Regions from separate parts of the Mus musculus genome. Here region 1 is linked to region 2. The links are chromatin contacts, called in public HiChIP or PLAC-seq maps. All regions are on one chromosome and are shown on one strand. Each heading gives the region's core, a stretch centred on a gene start, on an enhancer-like site or on the middle of the called end of the contact. The rest is flanking DNA. Distances are from core to core; before and after follow the strand shown. Region 1 overlaps Ikzf1 (IKAROS family zinc finger 1). Region 2 has its middle 36 kb from the start of Gm11998.

Region 1 (4,427 bases), core at 370-2,869, 190 kb before region 2:
GTTCCCTTCTCTCTCTGTCCCAGCTTCCCTATGGTCACATTCAAACAGAGTGGTGCTCTGGATTTTATCACAGTTTGGCCACAATCCCCAGCTTGCCAGCTGGGAAGGAGAGCACAGCTCTGTTCTCTTCTAGGCCACAAGTGACAAGAGCAAACCCAAACCAGGGGGAAACTCACCAGAAAGAAGGAAGATGTATTACTGAGCAAAGGAATAGAGTATTGAGCCATCACTTTTCTTTATAGTTGCCCATCTGCTCTCTAGACATCAACCTGGACACTGTCCCACAGGAAGGCCTTTATGAGGCCCTAGAGTTCTGTGTCAGTGCAATCGGCTCTGCCCTTCTTCCAGCAAACATCTGAGACTTGGTAAACTCAGGTTTGCCAGAAGAGGTCAATTGAGTGCTTCGTCAGCTTCAAATGGTTTCAGACACAACCACTTCAGAGAGCTGAGAGTTCTCATTATTAAAGAGATAACTTCAGAAGAACAAGCCACAGTGCCATTAAGTAGACCGTTCCGATGACTAAATCCCTGCTTTCCAGAAAGTTCTTCTTCGGGTCTGACTTAAATTCTTCAAGCAGCTCTTCAAATCTTTTTTTCTTCTTATTCAGACTTTGAAGAAAATGGAGGCCCAATAATGGTGCTTGTATTACTCTGCCTCTGACTGCCATTGTCCCAATTTTTATACATAGATCTATGGTGTCCTTTCAGCATTATTACAGAAAGCAGCAGTGTGTGAAACCCCAACTTTTCTAATCCTGGGAATGACCCACTAGCCAGTCAGGGGCTGGTTTCCAGTCTCTCACCACTTGTTTTCTAACTCTGTCTGTTCTTGTCTGGTACAGAGTCTCCTGGCATGGTCACAGCTGTCAGTAGCAGGCCCATTTCTCTCCACTGAGTGACCCAGGTTGTTGCGTCCTCACTGCTGGTCACTCCACAGGCTTGAGCTCTCAATCTGCAGTCAGTCTCCTCTTGTCGCTGTCCTTCTCTAACACATTTCTCTCTCTCTCCTGGCTGTTTTCAATTTTGCGTGTTTTATGGGTCCGTTTTTTATTAATGGACTCATCTCTTCCTTATGCTCTGTTGTCTGTCCTCATCTTACTACTGAGGCCGCATGGATCCCTTTTCTCTAGGAACAGTCCCTAGGAACATTTGTGCCTGCGATGCACCCACACACTTTCTCTCTCTTTTAGTCTGTCTGCCATTCTGTCTTCTGCTTTATTCATCTGGCCCACAAAGCCACTCTGGGGCATGCGGTAGTGCTCTCGCTCACATGAGGAAAATGGAGGCTCAGAGAAATGAGAAGTTCTGCCCTGAGGGTCACAGTCAGGGACCAGAATCTTGGATGTGTCCCTTCTGAGACTTGCCCTCCTGCCTCCCTGTTTCCATGGTGACTCTTGCTTGACCCTGTTGCCCTTTGATCCTATTCCAAACTCTCCTGATTCCTGGTCCCCTGTCCTTTTTAATCCATGATTCTCATGAGCCACTCCATAAGGCAGTGTGGTGAAGTATTGCTTCAACTTTATTTCCTGTAATTTGTGAATACCTCCTAGATATTACCCCATTCTATTTAATGTTATATTCTACACATTATGAAACTTACAGCCTATATATAGCCTACATGTGGAAATGGGTGGATTTCCTTCAACAATCACACAGGACAAGGCGGCCACCATGTAGTGTGGCTGGGGGTGTTCCAATGGTGGGTTTTCTCATCCCTTTCCCATGTACTATCTGTTCTCTGGGCTTTTGCTCTCAGTTTTTCTAGCAGGTGATGTTGTGGCTTCTAGTTGTCCACCAAAAACTTTGCTCTCTTTGTTTCTGAGGCTCACATCAAATAGCCTCCTCCTGTCTTCAGGGCCAAGTCAACTGCTACTGCCAAATCAGGCAAAACGTTTACCAAGGCATTTTAATTTTTCAAGTTTGAAATGATTACTTTCTAAACTTCATCTTGAAAGGAAATTGAACTGAAAATTGTACATGGTGACAGTCAGGGAGAGAAGACCCTGGGAATGACATGTTCTACAGAGTGCGCATACCAAGGGCACCTGGAACTGAGCACTTGATTTAGGATGCAAAGGCCCGTGAGGGAGCCAGCCAGCAGTGCCAGCGAAGCCTGCTCCCTGCTCACACTACACGGCCAAAGGGACAAGGTGCCCACAGCACTTGTGACCTATTCATCTATGACACGTGAAATACACACATCTTTCCCGCTCTCCAGGAACCAGCCTGGTTTTCGGTTCCTTAAATCACACCTACAGCATGATGATTCTGCAGAGGTTCCACAGCAGCTGTGGAAATTCTGGGCAAGCCCACCTCTTTCTCCACAAGAACTAAGTCCTTAGCCTGACTGTGAAGTAGGGGCTCTCCCTGTGTGGCATGGTCAAAGGACAATTTCTCCTGTTTCCCAGAATGAGCCTCTCGCTTGGTGATGAGAACCACAGGCAGGTTGTGACCATCTGTTTATGTTTTGAAAAGAACCCCTAGCATACAGGGTGTTTTCAGGACTAAGCAAAGGAGATCTATATGCTCCAACACTGGCCGAACTCCTTGATTTAAAGTGACCTTTAAATTAATACAAATGTATTTCATACAGTTCCATGTTGTTCAGCACATAGTAACACCAAGATCACCTGTAGTCAACAGAAAACCACCTTAAAAATAAACACATCAATTAAAGCAGATCACCCATATCCCAACTTGAGGAAACCCTGTTATGTGACTGACCTCAGAGGACAAGAGGGAATGAGCCCACCTACCTTATCCTACACAGCAGCCATTTCCTAACTGTGCATATGCTACAGCCTGCAGGACAGCAGGGTGAGCCACTTACCCATGCCTCGATCACTCTTGGAGTTCTGCTGTGCTCCAGAGGTAGTGGACAGGTCCTCAGGGACAGGCATGGGCTCATCCCCTTCATCTGGAGTGTCACTGACTGGGGGGCTCTCCTTTCCTGCAGACACAAATCAGAGCTTGAGTTTCTGGCAGGCGTTGTCAGCTGCTGGGAAAACCTCACTGCCTGGGCTTCACCTTGACAGCACTAGGGCAGACTGAAGGGGTACCTGCTCTGAATTAATGCTTCCCTGTTAGGACAAATACATATTTCTCTTCCTAGGAATGAATATCACTGCTAAGCACTAAATAGACATCAGAGGACAGAACAAAGATTTACAAAAGGAAAACAACAAAAAGCAAAACAACATCTGTGGCCTTAACTATTCCTGATACCAAATTACTACATAAATATTGATATATTATAGGGTCTATGTGGTGATATTTTTCAAAGCAAACTGGCTTTTAGACATCCTCAATACAATTTGTTGATACAAACCTATTTCTACAATTTTATTTATAGGGGAAATAAGGAATTAGGTTCATTGTTTTGCTTCTTTTGACTCTATATATTGTTTTGAGTCTATATAATCAATTTTGCACTGAACCTCCTTTCAGTCAATTTTGGACATATCCTTAAAGATCATCATTGTATACATCTTTGGAAATGTTACTGCTGGGCTAATGGTGGCTGTATTTCTGAGGCTCTTCTCGTGCTTTGACAAACTCAAAAGCATACAAAGATAAAAGTTTGTTACACATCATAAAGTAGGGTTCCCATTCTCCCTTCCTCTCCCGTTCTTCCTTCTTTGCTATTATTTGAAAACCTCACACATGCATATACAGCTTTTTTTGGTCCTTCCCTCTGCCTCCTTCCCTTCTGTGTTATTATTTGATAATCTCATACACGTGTAGACAGCTTTTTGGCCACTTTCACTTCCAGTTACCCCCTCACTCCCCTCCTAATCCCATCTCCCTAGCAATCATTGGCTGGGTTAGAATGAAGTTTGTCTAGCTCCAGGATGGAGAAATTGAGATCGACACAGTGAAGCTGTCGCTGGTAGAAAACGCTCTCTTCTCACCAAGGCTGGAGCTCTGAAAGTGTCCACCTTTCTGGAGCTGATTTAAAGGGATTGACAGGCTCAAACTGAATAGGAGAAACAGCCAGTGAGGCCCTAAATCTATGCTGACTGACTCATTGTAGCTACTTACAAAAGAAAGTCTGGCTCAAGATCCTGAAGGTAGGCTACCAGACGTGTGCCCGTTGAGTTGGCAACTTGGCCCAATAGGCGAAATGACCTCCCAACAAACACTAACCCAGACTTTTGTGAGCATTATGTAAACAACATGCCAATGAGTAAAATTTTCTGAGAACACGAACAGACATGGTATGAAAATTGGATCAACTCACAAGAACTGCACCAACATTTTTTAGGAGCCAGAAAAGATCATTAAAATAAGTACATGAGACAAGCTTTACTGGAATCTTTAAAATAGAATCTGCACCAAAGACATGCTTTGGGGAATAGTGTTACAATCGCTAAGAAAGAGACATCACAATGTACTATCCCAGGTTAGCTTGATTAGAGCAACTGGCA
Region 2 (4,463 bases), core at 296-2,795:
AACAGCAAGTTCCCTATACTTTCTCTTGCTTTTCTGCTCTCAGTTTTGGCCACTGTTGACCCAAAATTCATGGGACCCAATTTGTCCAAGACAGCTGGATTTTCTTTTGCAACTCTGAACACCTGATATTCTGGCTGACTGCAGGAAAGAGATGAACACCTGATGTTCTGGCTGACTAAAGGATAGAGAGATATAGTATTTTCTTTCACCCCTGCCTACAGATCTGAGAGGAGCTCACCGGTGGATAAACGCCATGCTCTAAAGTTGAGTTTCTTTCTAGGGCCTGAGCTGGAATGGGGGCCTTACACTCTGCGTGTGGGATCCACGGAAGCAAAAAGAAACTCAAGGATTTCCCTAGACAGCAGTTCTTCCAACAACATTGAACACCCTTAGGATGCCTTGTTTGCTTAGGCTTTAGATCTTGAAAGACAAATGTGTGACTGTTCACACTAGTCTTAGAAACATCCCATGAAAGGACTCTCGGGACATCAACCTAGAAAACAGATTTCCAGAGATTCTAGGGAGACCTTTGGCTACGTTTGTAATTGAGTGTTGACAGGATCATACGAAACCATAGCATCAGGAGCATTATTGGCCCTCCAAATCTGCCTGTTCTGTACCCAACCAACTATGTATTCAAAATATTTAGGGAAAGCTATATGAGTCTATACCCAATATCTCCTACCTTTTATGCCTTAATTACTTATTACTAATATAAAACACCTACTTATATAAAATTTGATTGTATTAGGTATTATAATCTAGGGTTGGTAGTGTACATGAGAAAGCATGGGTAGGTTATGTGTACATTCTGACATGTCATCTTAGCCACTTGAGTATGTAGAGCCTGCCATCCATAGGGTCTTGAAACAAGCCTTCCCCCAAAGATACTAAGACAGTTTGCATTTACTAGAACGCTGGCTTTGTTTTGGAGTTGCTGATCTGTGACCATTGTTTCTAGTAGGGGACTGACAATATACTGTTCAGAAACATCATCAGTTCCTCCTCCTCCCTTTATTTGAGAGTCTCTGTTTGATTTCTGCTTTGCACAGAACGCTTCCAGCCCCAGTAGTGTCCCAAAACTCATCAGTCACTCAAGAGAATCTATGGCTATGCTTTGCATGGGCAAGTTACTACGGAGGGCTATGAACTCCACCAGAGTCTGCAGCCTTGATTTGACATTCTGCAAAGTTGATTTACATGAACTCCAGTCAAATGCTGTACAACTTAGAACCCCCATAACTTGTGCCTGAGGCCCTTCCTCTCCCTTCCCTTCTCTGCTCAGATATCTCTTCCTGTGTGTCCCCACAGGGTGCTCAGTGAGTCTGCCTTTATCTTTTATCTGTGGCTCTGCCCACAGAAGACACAATGAAAACGGTCTTCCAGCACTGGAAAAATAGATTTACACCCAACATGTGTTAGCGTCTTGTTTCCAAAGTGTGAATGTGACAAAATAAAGCTGTTTCCATTACAGCCTACAGACTAGAATCAGCAGAGCTTGCCCTGGAAACCCACACAGGGTAGCCTGCAACATCTGGGGCTGGCAGGAGGAAGCCAGCCCCGCCCCAACCTGTAACCACAATAAGCAGTTTAGATAGAGGGCTACAGGGACTCTCCGTGCCAAACTTCAACAAGTGTGAGGAAATGTCCTTTACAGAGGATGAAGCAGGAAATATTTTAACAGCAATTTAGAGTATATTCAGAATCACTTATAGTGAATGAAATAAACAAGCACAATCTAAAAAAATGTGTGCATTAATTAATTAATTAATCAGTGTTAAACTGTCTTAGTATCTTTGGGGGAAGGCTTGTTTCAAGACCCTATGGATGGCAGGCTCTACATACTCAAGTGGCTAAGATGACATGTCAGAATGTACACATAACCTACCCACGCTTTCTCATGTACACTACCAACCCTAGATTATAATACTTAATTATAACCTAATTAATTAATCAGTGTTGTTTCTGAATACCATTTGGGTAGATTGAATAAGGAAGAATTTATAATGTTACAAAACTAAAACAATCAGGAGTGAAAATGATGGTAGCTGCTGAAAATATTTGCATTTTCCTGCAGTATTATAAGAATACTTTCTGGATCCCCCTAGATCCCATGCCCTGTGAGTCAGTGAGGCTCCCCCAGTTCCAAAGTAATCCATGTATTTTCATTTCCGCAAAGACAAGTACTTTTTTAGGCAAGGATATGCTACTAATGTCTACTAAATTATCCTTTATGTATATTTATTTAAAGTGTCACTGGAATCTCACTCTGTTCACCAGTGACTCCCTGGCCTGTATGTTCTCTGCCAACTGAACGGAAAGATATGCACAGTTTGTAGAATGGAAGAAAGTTTATTACAGACCCTTGTGTAGGAAATAGAATTTATTACAGAAAGAAGTGAACCACTCTTAAGGGAGAGAATGAGCAATGACCAAAGGGCTCACTGCTCAGATTTACATTATAAAGCAGGATTCCTACTGGTTATTGAACTACAGGGCAGCTTCCTGTAGGGTAGTGATAGACAGTTTCATTTACATTAACTCTTAAGGGAAGCTGCAATAGCATGTAATGGTGTATATGCTATTACATTATTATTTGTCTATTCGTATACATATACATACAGACAGACACATACATATACATGCATATACATATATGGAACATGTATGTGGAGGTCAGAGCACAGCTTGTAGGAACTGGTTCTCTCTTTCTACCGTGTATGTCCTAGGGTTGTACTCAGGACCTCAGGCTTAGTGGCCAGTCCCTTTTCCTGCTCAGGGATCTTGCTGGTCTGCATGTAGGGTTTTAATCTTTGAGGTAGATGAGAAGGCCTTCTTACACCCAGGGTCAGAGGTATAGATGAATGGGAGTCCATCTTTTAGGCCAGGAAGGGAGAGCTTTCCATTCATGACCCTCCACAAAGCCCAGAAGTATCTGTATTTTTTTTATTGCAGTTTCAATATTAAGGTAATTGTGGTGTTTTTATTTCTAGTGCCACCAGGAAAACAACAGGTGAGGCCCAAAGTCAACTATGGGGGGGGGGGTCCATCCTCAAGGCCGTTTTTATTTATGTAGCTACCTAACATACGTGTGTATGGGTAGCACACCTCTTAGAAATGACAATACTTTAATTTTTAGAAATGCATTATAGTTAAGAGAAAATTGTTAGAGTCAATGTGCTGAACTTCGGCTATGGCAGGCTCATGGTCACTGAGGGCTCTTGGCATGAATATGTTATAGTGACTCTTTACATTGCTCCTCATTGCTTCTTGACCCCCTCAGGAACTTCCCCTTCATTATGCCTTGAAGTTCTATTGAATGAATGAATGTAAATCCTAGCAGTATGTTTACATCTATAATCCTAGTGTGGTTTATTCATTTTTAATAGGTGACTTGGGTCGCTCTTTCTGAGAGTAGGAGGCAAACCTCAGCCTCGTTCAGGTTGATTGTGGAAGCCACAATAAAGAGCTGACTACCCCAGCAAGATAAGAGCAAAGACCAAAAAATACTGTTTTTCAAATTAATGCTTTTATTAACACATATTATCTATACATAATAATGGGTTTCATGATACCGTTTTTATACCAATCCTCAAAATGTTTTACAAGACACACATACCTGTTTCATATCTGATGGTAACTCTACAGTTTTGAGTTTTCCTCCTGTGCCTTTGATGGTTTAGGAGTCTGCAGTTGTAGTGTGAATACCCTTAAGTCAAGAGATACAGGCCTACTCAGGACTAAGCGGGGCAGACGAATCTATTTTAGAGTGTTTTTCAATGTATTATGATATAATGTTGGATTGATAGTTTGTTCCAACTACCAGGGAATTGCCTTTTCTGACAACAAAGGCGATTTGAAGAGAGTAGAAGAGATCCGAGTTAGTGACACTGCCCACATTGCAGGAGACACTTCTGAGAAAATGAAAGGTTTATTCATTTTTAGTGTGAGGGTGTGTTTTTAATCATCTAAGGAGCCTCTGACACCATAAGGACCTTGTAGTAGACACAGAAGAACCCAGAACTGTGTAGAAAATAGGAGTGGGTGGGGAGCAGGTTTATAAACCACCAGAATTTGGGTGTGTGCACGAGGATGATTCAAAGGGTTTCTTAAAATAGCAGTTGTAAATGTGAAACCCTTCTTTCATATGTCTGAGTCTCTATGTTAATGTGATTATTTAATCAACTCAGAGCTTACTGGGACGCAGAGGGAAACAAATATTTTACTCTGAATAACCTTATTTATCTCCGTATTTGAAGAACATCTCTCCATAAAAGGCTGAGATGGATAACTTAACAGATTCTTAAGTACCCTTATTTGAAGATACAGGGTCTCTTTTAAAAACTGTTAAATGTGTACCTCAAGAAATTTTAAAACAAAATCTGCAGAAAACTCGAGGAAAGTTTTAGTGAAGCTTCAGAGAAAACAGCAAGAAGGCAAGTTGCAGATCTTGGCAGCTGGTA

What was found. HiChIP or PLAC-seq counts read pairs in DNA pulled down with a chosen protein or histone mark.
Region 1: an H3K27ac HiChIP or PLAC-seq map of acute myeloid leukemia shows a contact between it and region 2, with 2.8 times the contacts expected there. The contact joins two enhancer-like sites. A contact is called at or near these places in 12 of 39 promoter capture datasets (the C10 cell line, the HPC-7 cell line, cranial neural crest and 9 more), 1 of 15 datasets of contacts at CTCF or cohesin (CD8 T cells), 5 of 484 Hi-C or Micro-C datasets (CD8 T cells, the G1E-ER4 cell line, Th17 cells and 1 more) and 7 of 115 datasets of contacts at active chromatin or transcription factors (CD8 T cells, acute myeloid leukemia, bone marrow-derived macrophages and 2 more).

Annotation. Positions count from the first base shown.
Region 1 is chr11:11,706,308-11,710,734 of GRCm38.p6, reverse strand. Ikzf1 (IKAROS family zinc finger 1) reads right to left here. Exons shown (of 8, transcript NM_001025597.2): 3 at 2,831-2,950. Among named protein-coding and RNA genes, the nearest start is that of Ikzf1, 23 kb to the right of the region's middle. Within about 2 kb of position 1,619, at least 5 of the 459 cell types and tissues checked have an H3K27ac peak or open chromatin away from gene starts, as enhancers often do. A contact at or near this core is called in acute myeloid leukemia, where this site is marked.
Region 2 is chr11:11,519,078-11,523,540 of GRCm38.p6, reverse strand. No RefSeq gene overlaps it. Among named protein-coding and RNA genes, the nearest start is that of Gm11998, 36 kb to the left of the region's middle. Within about 2 kb of position 1,545, at least 95 of the 459 cell types and tissues checked have an H3K27ac peak or open chromatin away from gene starts, as enhancers often do. A contact at or near this core is called in acute myeloid leukemia, where this site is marked.